Regions from separate parts of the Hordeum vulgare genome. Here region 2 is linked to region 1. The links are chromatin contacts, called in public Hi-C maps. All regions are on one chromosome and are shown on one strand. The core of a region is the stretch at or near the end of the contact, and the rest is flanking DNA. Distances in the headings are between cores, read along the strand shown.

Region 1 (5,583 bases), core at 1,069-3,568:
TAAGAGGTGACAATAAAGGCCTCAATTTCATGCCTTCGCAATTGATACATGAATAATGGAGAACCCTTGGTCCACATTCGAGTTAGTAGGCTTCACGCATGTTGAGAGGATGCCTTGCTCGCATTATTTCCTTGTTCCCGTGAAGAATTGTCGTTGTAGAGGTTAGGATGTTGAGGTAATAAGAAGTGACAATAAATGCCTCAATTTCATGCCTTCGCAATTGATACCTGGATAATGGAGAACCCTTGGTCCACGTTCGAGTTACTACCTCCGTCACGGTTTAGAAGGCACAATTAAATTTGCGTGCATTTCCACAATAGACAAGGTTTAAGGCGCATTGCATTTACTCCTAGCTTTTAATTAGTACTCTGTTGTACTACTTTTATATGCATGCATAGTGTGAATGCTATTTTTTAACTCATTTCACAGCCAATCAATAACCACCTAGGTTCTAGAGAATTTTCATGCACGTCTTCTAAACCGTGACGAAGGGAGTAGTAGGCTTCACGCATATTGGGAGAAGAGTACATTATGATTTATGCGGTCGGCCAAACCTGACGCAGAAAATATTGGCAACGCATGTTCCGGGCGAATAATGGTGGCATGTCTCTCTTCTCCCAAACCAAAACGGCAAGTAGAAGTTTAGTCCATCACGATTCTGCCGTGTTGGCGTGATGGTGGCAGCACCCTGTCAAGTGTCAAGAGCTGTAGTATTCTCACGCAAGGAGGCAACACGCAAATATTAAAAGAGACAACCGATACGATGCCCCAGGAATAAGAACAGACACGGTACATTACATTACATTACATTACAGCACAGCTCTCATGCTGGTCGGAAGCAGCACAACACAGCGAAAATGACAAAATGCTAACGTACATATCCTAGCTAGCTAGACGTAGCACGCAGCCAGCAGGCCCGTTTATTCGACACCAGACAGTACTAGACGTACGAACTCTCTCAAGCATCCAATGCGTCATCGTCTCTCGACCAATAACCGAGGCCACGTACGGAGAGCAGAGCAAGGGAGTACGTCGTTGTTGCTATTAGGCGGTGGCGATGAGGTTGGAGCTCTGCCTCTCCACGGACTTGAAGGCCTCGAACCTGGGCTCCTTGTCCTCGAACTTGTGGCGCACGTACAGCTTCATGTAGTCCTCGAACACGAACTTGGGGTACGCCCCGCCAGCCGCCTCCGCCAGCGCCGGCGCCGGGAAGATGACGGCGTCGCTGGCCGGGTTGTAGAAGGAGGCGATGGACATCCGGTTGCCGTCGGTCTGCGCGACCACGCGGTGGAGCACGCTCTTGTACCTGCCGTTGGTGATCACCTCCAGCTGGTCGCCCAGGTTGACGACGATGGAGTGGCGCGTGGGCGGCACGTCCACCCACTCGCCGTCCTTGAGCAGCTGGAGCCCGCCGACGCGGTCGTCCTGGAAGAGCAGGATGATGCCGCCGGCGTCGGTGTGGGCGCGGAGGCCCTTGACGAGGTCCGGGCGCGGGCACGGCGGGTAGCTGCTGACCTTGGTGCCGAAGGTGGGGACGCCCTTGGAGCCACGGAACGCCCGCGTGAGGTACCCTTTCTCGAGGCCGAGGTTCTCGCAGAGCAGGTCCAGCAGCCGCTCCGCCAGCGTCTCCAGCTCCGACGCGAACCGCTTCATCACCCGCCTGTACTCGTCGTCGAGGTCGGGTATCTCGGCGATGTTGGGCTCCGGGAGGTGGCGCACGAAGAAGGTGCTCTCCCAGTCCAGGTTCTCCGCCGCCCTGCCGCCGCCGTCCTCCAGCGTCTTGCTCGCGAACTCGAGGAACCTCTGCTCGCGCACCCTCTTGTAGTGCCCCTTGGTCATCCTCTCCACCTCGTCCATCAGCTCCGTCGAGATGCCGTGGTCCAGAACCTGCACGGTACACGCACGCGCCACAAGAGCAAAGCAAAATCAACGTACAACTCGATAGGAACGGCACGAAACTATTCATGCACCTTTGTTCATGAAAGGTGTACTTGTTGATCGAAGTTATGGAGTTGCTTATTATCACCTGGAAGAATCCCCAGTTCTCGCATGCGTCATGCAGCAGGTCCATCGCCGCCGGCCGCTCCTCCCCGCCCCCGGCCAGCAGCCCCATGTCGATGATCGGGAACGACGAAGCCGGCGCCATTAATTCCTAGCCCTCGAGTTCGCGCTGCGGCGCCTGGTCAGTGCTTGAGCTGATCCCAGGTTGCTGCTCTATGGCTTCTCTGCAAGCGCTCGCTGTGTGTTTGAGTGGTGTGAGTGAAAATGCAGCGGGGAGGGTGCGTGATTTATAGAGGCTCGTCGCCGGCCCGGCGGTGGCGCCAATCAGAAGCAAGGCATGGTACGTAGAGTACTCCATTGATGCGCGCCGTAAGTGTAACCTGACCGTATCAGTGCTGGGGACTGTTAACTCCGGTGGTTGACCGGGCGGAGACCAGGCCATGTGGGATATGCGCCATGCGCGTGCTGGATCGTGGATCTGTCGTCGGGCACGGAATTATTTGGCCCCCGCCGTATCGCCCATTGCTCGTCACCCTACCCTGGCTCCCACTCGCCGGCACCCGACGACAGTGTTTTACTTCTGCTCTTCCGTAGCGATAGCTTTCCCAGTACTCCTACGAAGCATGTGCATGTAGCCATTGGCATTGAATGAATCGTTGTGCGAAATGTTGGGTGGCGGTCACGGCTGGCTAACGTAGCGATTAAGATTAATCTGATGAGACGAGTGAGATTGCCAAAGTTAGTGTCAGGCGACGGGAGGATTGGCTAGCAAAAACTAGTAGCATAGCATGCGTTAGGCTGGCAACGCATGCATGTGCAAGCAATAGCAACCTTAAGCTTTTCCTTGGCCCATATATATATATGTAATGCAGCAAAATGTAAGATCGCCGTCGCCCATATGCATGACCGCCTGATGACAAACATCCTCCAAGCTGTCAGCACGGAGCAGGTCGAGGTGCACCACGTAGCCATAACATGCAGGAATTTAATGTGTCGGTTGGGGCGAACGAATCACCCAACAGTAGGGGGCACCCTCAAACAGGAAATGAACATTAGAAAAGTCTCGTGCCTTTGACCAGCTATATCGATCCAGTAGCATAACACGTAGACGTAATGCAGAGTTTGACCGGCCCGGTCAGGCGATCGATCTAGCACAGAAAAAGACCCGCGTCACATTAACATAGCCTATAAACATTCGTTTAGCTATAGATCTTCTAGTTTTTGAGACTATGTTTCCAGATTTTATTTCTCATGCCCTTGTAAATGACACATGGTACAAACGTAAGCGTTCATATACATGCACATACACTCACTTTTATAAACGCACACACGCACACCATATCCCTATGAGCATCTTTGAAAGATTGAGCATGCATTTCACCGTACGCATCTCGTCGTCGACGAAAACGTCTCCTCCCACAAAAACGTATCGTCGGATATCTTGAAATAAAGTCTTGTTGTTTCAAGAAAAAAAACATAGCCCTTAAACTTACGGACGTCTCCCTCCATGTAGATAAAAGTTACGGACACGAACACAAGGCGGCAAAGCATGTCACGCTTCTCTCTCTTTATTTTGCTTGAGGTACATGCGATGTCACGCATCTCTCGATATATCAGTGGGTGCCAAATCACTCTCCGGTCCCCGTCGTCGTCTACCTCACCCCCGCATGCACCTGCTCCTGTAGCACGTAGTACTACATAGTACCACCAGCAATAGACGACGTAGTCCATGTCCATCCCGTGCGCCCGTGCCCGCGGTGGTCCGGCCGAGCGGCGCTGTGTCTCCGCATGAGGCAAATAATTAACGCGGTGGCGGGCGCGCGGGCGCGCGCGCGCATCCAATGCCACCGTGCCACACGTTGCCATGTCGCGCCCGGGCGCTCGCTCGCCGCGCCCGTGCCATGCCATGCCATGCCACCGCCACGCAGCGCGTACGTGCATGCATGCACCTGGCGACGCCAGCCCGTCCATGTGCTCCTCCATCGCCGCCGTGGTGCGGTGGTGGTCAGGTGGACGCGGAGGGCTCAAGGCGCGCAGGCGGCATGGAGAAGGAGCAGCGGCGCGCACGCGCGCGACGCCGAGGAGCGAGAGGGGCCGATCGATCGACGGCCGTGCATGATTGGTGATTGGTCCAACCAATCGCCGCCCGTCACGAGCAGCCACGAGTTGATGGCCGGTTGGTCGATTGGAGAGGTTCAGGAGACGGATGCAATGGTCTTGTTGACTCGTTCAAACCCGATAATTGCCATGTCGTGCTCGTGCATGCTCGGTCCACGCCGACTGCTCGCGCATCTGGCCGGAGAGAGCAAGGGAGGAACAGTCTTCGTTTCTGCACCATCATGTCGTGAGTATCTTTTTGTGAGATGCACGCGGATGAATGTCGGATGTACTTACTACCAACGTACGACTAGAGGAGAGCAAGTCATGGCCTAGGCACCCTCTGGTTTACATAATTGTTCTAGAGTCACTAGCCCGTACGTGCAGTAGCTACCTTCATCCTTTTTTCATACTCTAGGAGGCGAAAGAAAGAAAAAGCTCCCACATGTTTAGGGCTTCCTCGCATTCCGTCGGCGTCATTGTCAATCTGCATTATCTTCTCTGCCCTTAGAGCATCTCCAACACCCGCATTCCGCGCCGCGCGTAAAAAACTAGTTTGCCGCATGCGCTTCGATTGGTTTAGCGCGGTCGCTAGCGCTGTCTTCAACAGCCACGTTAAAATGCAGCGCGCGCGTCGCTCCAACTGCACGTAAAAATTACACAGCGCGCGACACGCACAAACCACATATACATTTCGAATAGAAGCAAAAATGATCAAACTAAACAAAATAAATCAACAATAAATAGTTCAATTTCGTTATCATTACAACCCAAACAAATAGTTTATCGTCCAGTACAACAAATACTGCAATAAACACAACAAATAGTTCATGAACAATACAATGTCGAACGCAGAAATCATGCTCTTTGTCGTCCATGCCATGCCCACCACTCTTCAATCAGATCCTTCTGAAGATCATTGTGCGTTGCGGGACGCCGAATGGCATGATAGGAGGCAACAAAACGGAGGGGGGGGGGCGGAAGCACGGCGGCGCGGGGATAGGCCGGGGAAGCACCTGAATGGTCGCCGGGGGGCGCGGGCGGCGGCTGGATGGGGGTGGAAGTGGGAGAGCGGGCGCGCGAGAGTCCAGCACGCGGGAGCGGGCGCAGCAAACTACATATGTCGCGCGCGCTGTTTTTACGCGCCCGCTGGAGCAACAATACCGGTTGCGCGCGCGCTAAAACGCCCACTTTTGCGGCGCGGCGCTAGTTTGACGCGGCTGTTGAAGATGCTCTTAGGGCCCTTGCCCGCGGGGGTGTTCATGCTTCGTTTTTTGGTGAGTTTGTGTCCGAGAAGGGATGGTTGTTAGCCGTGAAAATGGAATAATGTTATTTCCCGTTTAGTCCCCATTCAGGCGGAGTGTCTCGCGTGGTGAGAGTGTATGTAAAGTTGTGTCTTCGGCGAATTTCATGGGATTCTTTCTATCTTTGTCTTCGATGCATCCGTGTGGATCCGTCTCCGCTTGTTTGCGTTTATGTGTTTAT
Region 2 (5,583 bases), core at 1,820-4,319, 240 kb before region 1:
TTCCATTCAGGAGCCAATTTCTTGCAGTGCCCACACCTAAATAAGAAAAACAATATAGGCGGCGAGACAAAGAATGTATTCAGTTAACAGGATTTACTCTCAATAGACAAGTAACAGAAATATGATACTAAAAGTCCAATACATCAAACAAATGGATTAACTTGTAAAATGTGATTAACGTATAGGAACAGTAGAAGAGATCAGAGAAAGCTTAATGAACCAAATCAAACAAGATCACATGGAAATGGCTTATCTCTATTTGCAACCGATGAAAGGGGATGTATCGGCTCTAACTGTAGCATCATGTGAGCTCGTGTGGTCTAGTTAAAATGTAGGCCTCAAATATGTCAATCAAAATCACGAACTTATTATTCTCTTTTTCTTGACAAGGAAGGTTAAACCTCCTAGCCTCTACATTCTCAGATGCAAATAATCATAGAAACTTAAATTTCTATGGTTTGGCTATAACTGAAACTTCTGAAGACCTATAGTTAATCAAGAATGTGCTAGAGTATACCTAAGAAATAACAAGAGATGACTACATCGTGCACAATTATGTATGTAATTTTCTCTTAACTTGCAGAAAAAAAAAGTTACACTCAATAACAAGCAAAGAATCAAGTAACATGATGAACAATACGTGTATTGAGCTACATACCATGGTGCAAAGAACTCGACAATCCAAAGATCCTTGCTTTTGATAACGAGTTCGTCAAAGTTACTCGAATTCAATTCTACTGATTCATTTGGTTCGTTTTTCTTCTCACTTGAGCCACCAGAGGTTTTGCTACTTGAACCTCCTGATGCCTTACCATCCAACCTATCTCTGAGAAGACCTTTGACCTGTGCATCATAAAACAAATAAATATTTTCCCTTGTATTGAAAGTGGAAGCTCACATCTTTTGCAACATAACTGACAAATTCGTACAACATAATACAGTATACAGAATGAAGATTCTCGATTCACAGCATGCACCAGTGATGACCGACGAACAATTAAATTGAAACACATGACATGTTGAAGAAACTCAAGTCAGCTAACATTAGTGTGGGTAATTACTGAACTTCAGAGAATAGTAAAAACTAAGAAGTATCCTTGCAAGCTAAGCTACGAAGAGTGGCTGCCTCAAAGTCATTAGGAGAAGTTGATAAGTAGAATCATGGGCTACCCGAGACAACATTTTCAGCCAACAGAAAGATGGGACTTGTTGTCCATAGTATTATCTCCTGTAAGATCTGAAGTTATTTAAGTGGATATAAATTTTATTCTTCACATTCAGACAAAGCAGATAATGACTCCAGGGAAAAGGATGTACATATTGGTGGAGTAGCAGAGGAAACATAACATCAAAGGCATAAACAACTTGTGCAACATAAAAAAGTGCAATTGAGAATACATCATGCAAATTAGTGGAACAAAATAAAATTGCAAGACAAAGAGGGTTTCCTGCAACTGACCTGCGACAGAGCAAAATTTACAATGGGCTTTACATCTCTTGCTCCTTCATAATCCACTGGCGGCTTGCCAGGGAGAAATACTTTTATGGTTGGGAATCCCCGTATTCCATATTGCTGCAAAAGTAACACAATTCATCACGAACCATATTAGTAGCATTCCATAGAAGTAGTTATAAATTCTAATTATAAAAACCAGATATTTTGTGTGATTGTCATTAATTTAGAATATAAACTGTTTAAGAAGTGACGTCAGGCATATAATTGTAGAGGAAAGCAAAAGAAGGTAGTCCAGATGCATGTTGCCTAAGTTAGTTCTAACTAAAGTATTCATTGCCTCAGTATAGACTTGATGTTCACCCATCTGGCCCTACCTATCAGTCTGCTACAATAAACACAACTTAAAACCACGCTGTAATTAATAGCCTACAATCATCAATAGTAATGCACATGTGGAACACGAGATAGTTTGGAGGAATTGTTGTGGTTACGCTGCACTGCAGGTATATTGGTAAAGCCATAACGGTCTTAATTCACAGTCAATGTCTTGCTTGTTTTCTTTAATTGGGGGTATCCATCTTTGTGCGATAACATTTGGGATAAGAGTGATTTGATACAAAAAATAATTTCTGGCACACAAAAAAACCATAGAACGCTAAGAAACAAACTTGTAGGCAATGATAGAATGGCAACATATCACCCTAAAGTTGCACAATTCGTTGGATTTTGGCCTCTGTATATACTTAACAAAGATTTGAAAACAAAACCAGGCTAGTAATCAACTGGGAGGACACCAAAACAGCATTAGCAAGAGACCAAATCCTGATTACTGATAAGGCCTTGTCAAACTGTATCTTTCTTCAGCAGAATTCAAATTTATTTACTATATAAAAGCATCGAACCACCTAAGTAAAATTTAGTAATTTACTGTCTGAACTACAATGTCCCACTATAAGTGCATTATTTTGGTACTGCGCTTGTTAATGTCTTTCCATCCACCAAAATGGTACGGCCGATGCACTAGTAAAGCAATTATACGGTAACAATCGATAAATTACTGTGATATCGCTGCTACCGATGCCGAGATCACATCAGGAAACAAGCAGATCAGCACGCACATGTGGAGTGTGGGCGGGTCAAAAGGAAACGAGAGGGCGTGCTCACCTGCGCAAGCTCCTTGTGCGCGTCGGCGTCGAGCGCGGCGACTGTGGCGACGCCCTTGAGGACGCCGGCGGCCTTCTCCCAAATCGGCGTCAGCTGCTTGCAGTGCCCGCACCACGGCGCGAAGAACTCCACCAGCACCACCCCGTTCGCGTTCAACACCTGCGAGCAAGCGAATGGCGACACGCCCCTCGGTGGTCAGAGGGGAGCTCAAATGGGAGAGGAGCCGATCTGGAGACGGGGGAGGAGAAGCGATACCTTCTTGAAGTTGTTGGGGTTGAGCTGGAGGACCGGGGAGCCGGCGGAGTAGAGCGCGGCCGCCGGGGAGGCCGCGGCGGCGAGGAGAAGGAGGAGGGCGGCGAGGATGGCCGGACGCATGGCGTCGTCGAGAAGCTTCTGGAAGCCGGAGGGGGGACTGGATGGTGGCGATCGATCGGCTGCGTCACCGGGGCGTGGTGGTGCGGATTTAAGTTTGCTCGCGAGAGACGAGACGAACGCGTGTGCGGACCAATCGTGCGCGTCCACGTCTGGTGCTCTGCCACGTCGGAAAGGTTTCGCTCGCTTGGCGCGACGCGATTGGTTCCGACCGTGGCAAGGTTGGAGGACTGGGTGCACGGTTGGAGGGAAGACACTCTGTGTTTCTTTTTGTTGAGAAATCTGGCCTTTTTATTGATTGACAATGACAATGTTCATAGGTACACGATTGGGTCGTGGGGAAGCCCAATCACACATGTCTACTTACACTAAGATTACATGCTAACTTGACGAGATTATGAGCCTTGAAGTTGTGAGCTCTAGACTCATGAACGAAATTACAAAAAGCAAAACTAGCTATATGGTTCATTATTTCATGCACTATAGTAGGTAGCATGAGGACCTCCCGTCCCCTGTTGATGTCGTTCACCACTTGTAGACAGTCCGATGTCATCCTCAGATTTTGCATAAGAAGATCATCTGTCAGAGCGAGTGCTTCCCTAGATGCAAATGTCTCAAGCATTGTTGGGTCGGAAATACCTCGAAACACCATAGCAGAGGATCTGAGGTACTCTCCAGTGTGATCGAGGCATATGGCTGCCACCGCTTCACCATGTCTGTTTTGTGCAACCGCCCCATCTGTATTAATTTTCACCATGCCCTCTGGTGGAGCAAGCCATATAGCAATGACATTCTGGCATGTCCTCGTGCTATGCGTTGTCACCGGTTTGGAGATCTGTTCCGCTCGCTAAGATATGATTGAACAAAAGATGATGTTTGCCTCGATGATTGGAGTATACCTTCATATATAGCTTGACGTCGTGCGTACCAGATCGATCAAAGTGTGACCACCATCTCCGTGAACCTGCCTTGGTTGAGGTTCTCGTTCAACTCGAGGACACTCTAGGTGGATCTATTCATCGCGAAGATGGGCCTCGGGCGTGTTCTTGTTCGAATTTGTGGGCAATGCGCTTCGGGCGTGTTGCTGGGTTTTTCCCTCTTGTTTCAGTTTTAGTGATCTCGTCAAGAGTAAAGATGATGATCAACGAGGGCAAATCCTATCTGCCGCTTGTTGCGGTAGATTTTCATTGAAGAGACATCCAAGGCGTTGGCTCAGAAACCGACACTCAAATGTGACAACACGTGGGTCGGCCCGCTAGGCTCACCGTTCGACTTGGGAAAAAGTTCATGAATTATTAAAAAAATCCAAAACTTGAGAAAAAGTACGCAATATACGGAAAATTTTGAAAATGGTTCATGAATTTGGAAAAGCTCAGGATGTGAAAAAAGATGAAAAGAAAAAATAACTGAAAAATGAGCGAAAACAAAAAGGTCAGGTTAAAAATACCAGAAACGAAAAACAAACTGAAGCTTCTTAAAACTTCCGAAAACCGTTCGGAGCTTCAAAGAAATGTGCGTGAATAGATGGGACAACCCACTAAATCTAGCAAAGGGAACAAGGGTGTGCGGCATGATATTTCCTATTCGGCACCAGTTGCGCCGATAAAGGCATCGACGCAAACAGGCGCATCCCCCACCCCCATTCGATGTTCCATGGGCTGACCCATTTTACCTTATTTGTCTTCTTCCTGATAAACTTCCAGAAATGATGCAAGGTGACAGGATCAAACTCGAGACCTCGTCAATCAAAGACACCACGAGTAACCTAACTGCATGTGCCTTCTTCCATTTTCCCATATATTATTTCTTTAATTGGTGACTAATTTTCTATTTTCGAGATGATTTTATTCTGGACCATTTTTTGTTTAGTTTTTCTTTCATTTCGTATTTATCAAAATGAAAAAAACATTTTTTAGTATTGATGCACTTTTAAAAAAATTGATCAACCTAATAGATGACATTTTTTGAATATTGATGAACTTTGTGCAAAATTGATGAACATTTTTTGGAAAATGGATGAATGTTTTTTCAACTTTGACGAAATTTTCTTAAATTCAACAAACCTTTTTCAAATCGATAAACTTTTCTCAAATTGGTGCGCTATTTTTCAAATCTTGCTAGCCTTTTTGAAAACCATGAACGACATAAAATGCATGAACATTTTTCAAATTCATGATATTTTTAAAAATCATTCAAAATGTTGGTTTTACCCTGACAAAAAACCAAGTCCAGAAAAAAAAACAGTGAACAGATGAGGGGCAAAGAGCGAGCAAGCAGAAACAAGTGAGTAATCTACATTTGTATGTGTAATAATAAAGTCATTAGTATTTCTTCCCATACGTCACATAAATTGCTTAAAAGTTGAAAAAAAAAATACTCAATGCTATCACTTATAAGTGATAAAAAACATTCCTCACACGAAATCCTTGTCTAACAGTAGAAACCTTTTATACTGCGTTCTACGCCCTGAGAGAAAACACAACACGCCTGTTTGGGCCGGTTCATGTCCGGGCAGCTTGTTTTAAAATTTCGTTTTTCTTTTCCACCTTCGTATTTTCTACTTTAAATATTTTTGAACTTCAAAAAAGTTC

The links. A called contact is a pair of places that touch in the nucleus more often than the background predicts.
Region 2: a Hi-C map of leaf shows a contact between it and region 1, with 3 times the contacts expected there. The contact joins the promoter of LOC123398538 here to the promoter of LOC123398536 in region 1. A contact is called at or near these places in 3 of 6 Hi-C or Micro-C datasets (leaf and seedling).

Annotation. Positions count from the first base shown.
Region 1 is chr5H:456,493,182-456,498,764 of MorexV3_pseudomolecules_assembly, reverse strand. It overlaps LOC123398536 (1-aminocyclopropane-1-carboxylate oxidase 1-like), which reads right to left and starts at 2,318. Exons shown (of 2, transcript XM_045092999.1): 1 at 2,027-2,318; 2 at 714-1,887. The coding sequence starts at 2,146. The coding sequence ends at 1,045.
Region 2 is chr5H:456,734,317-456,739,899 of MorexV3_pseudomolecules_assembly, reverse strand. It overlaps LOC123398538 (protein disulfide isomerase-like 2-3), which reads right to left and starts at 3,069. Exons shown (of 9, transcript XM_045093001.1): 1 at 2,876-3,069; 2 at 2,621-2,779; 3 at 1,460-1,573; 4 at 659-843; 5 at 1-36. The coding sequence starts at 2,995.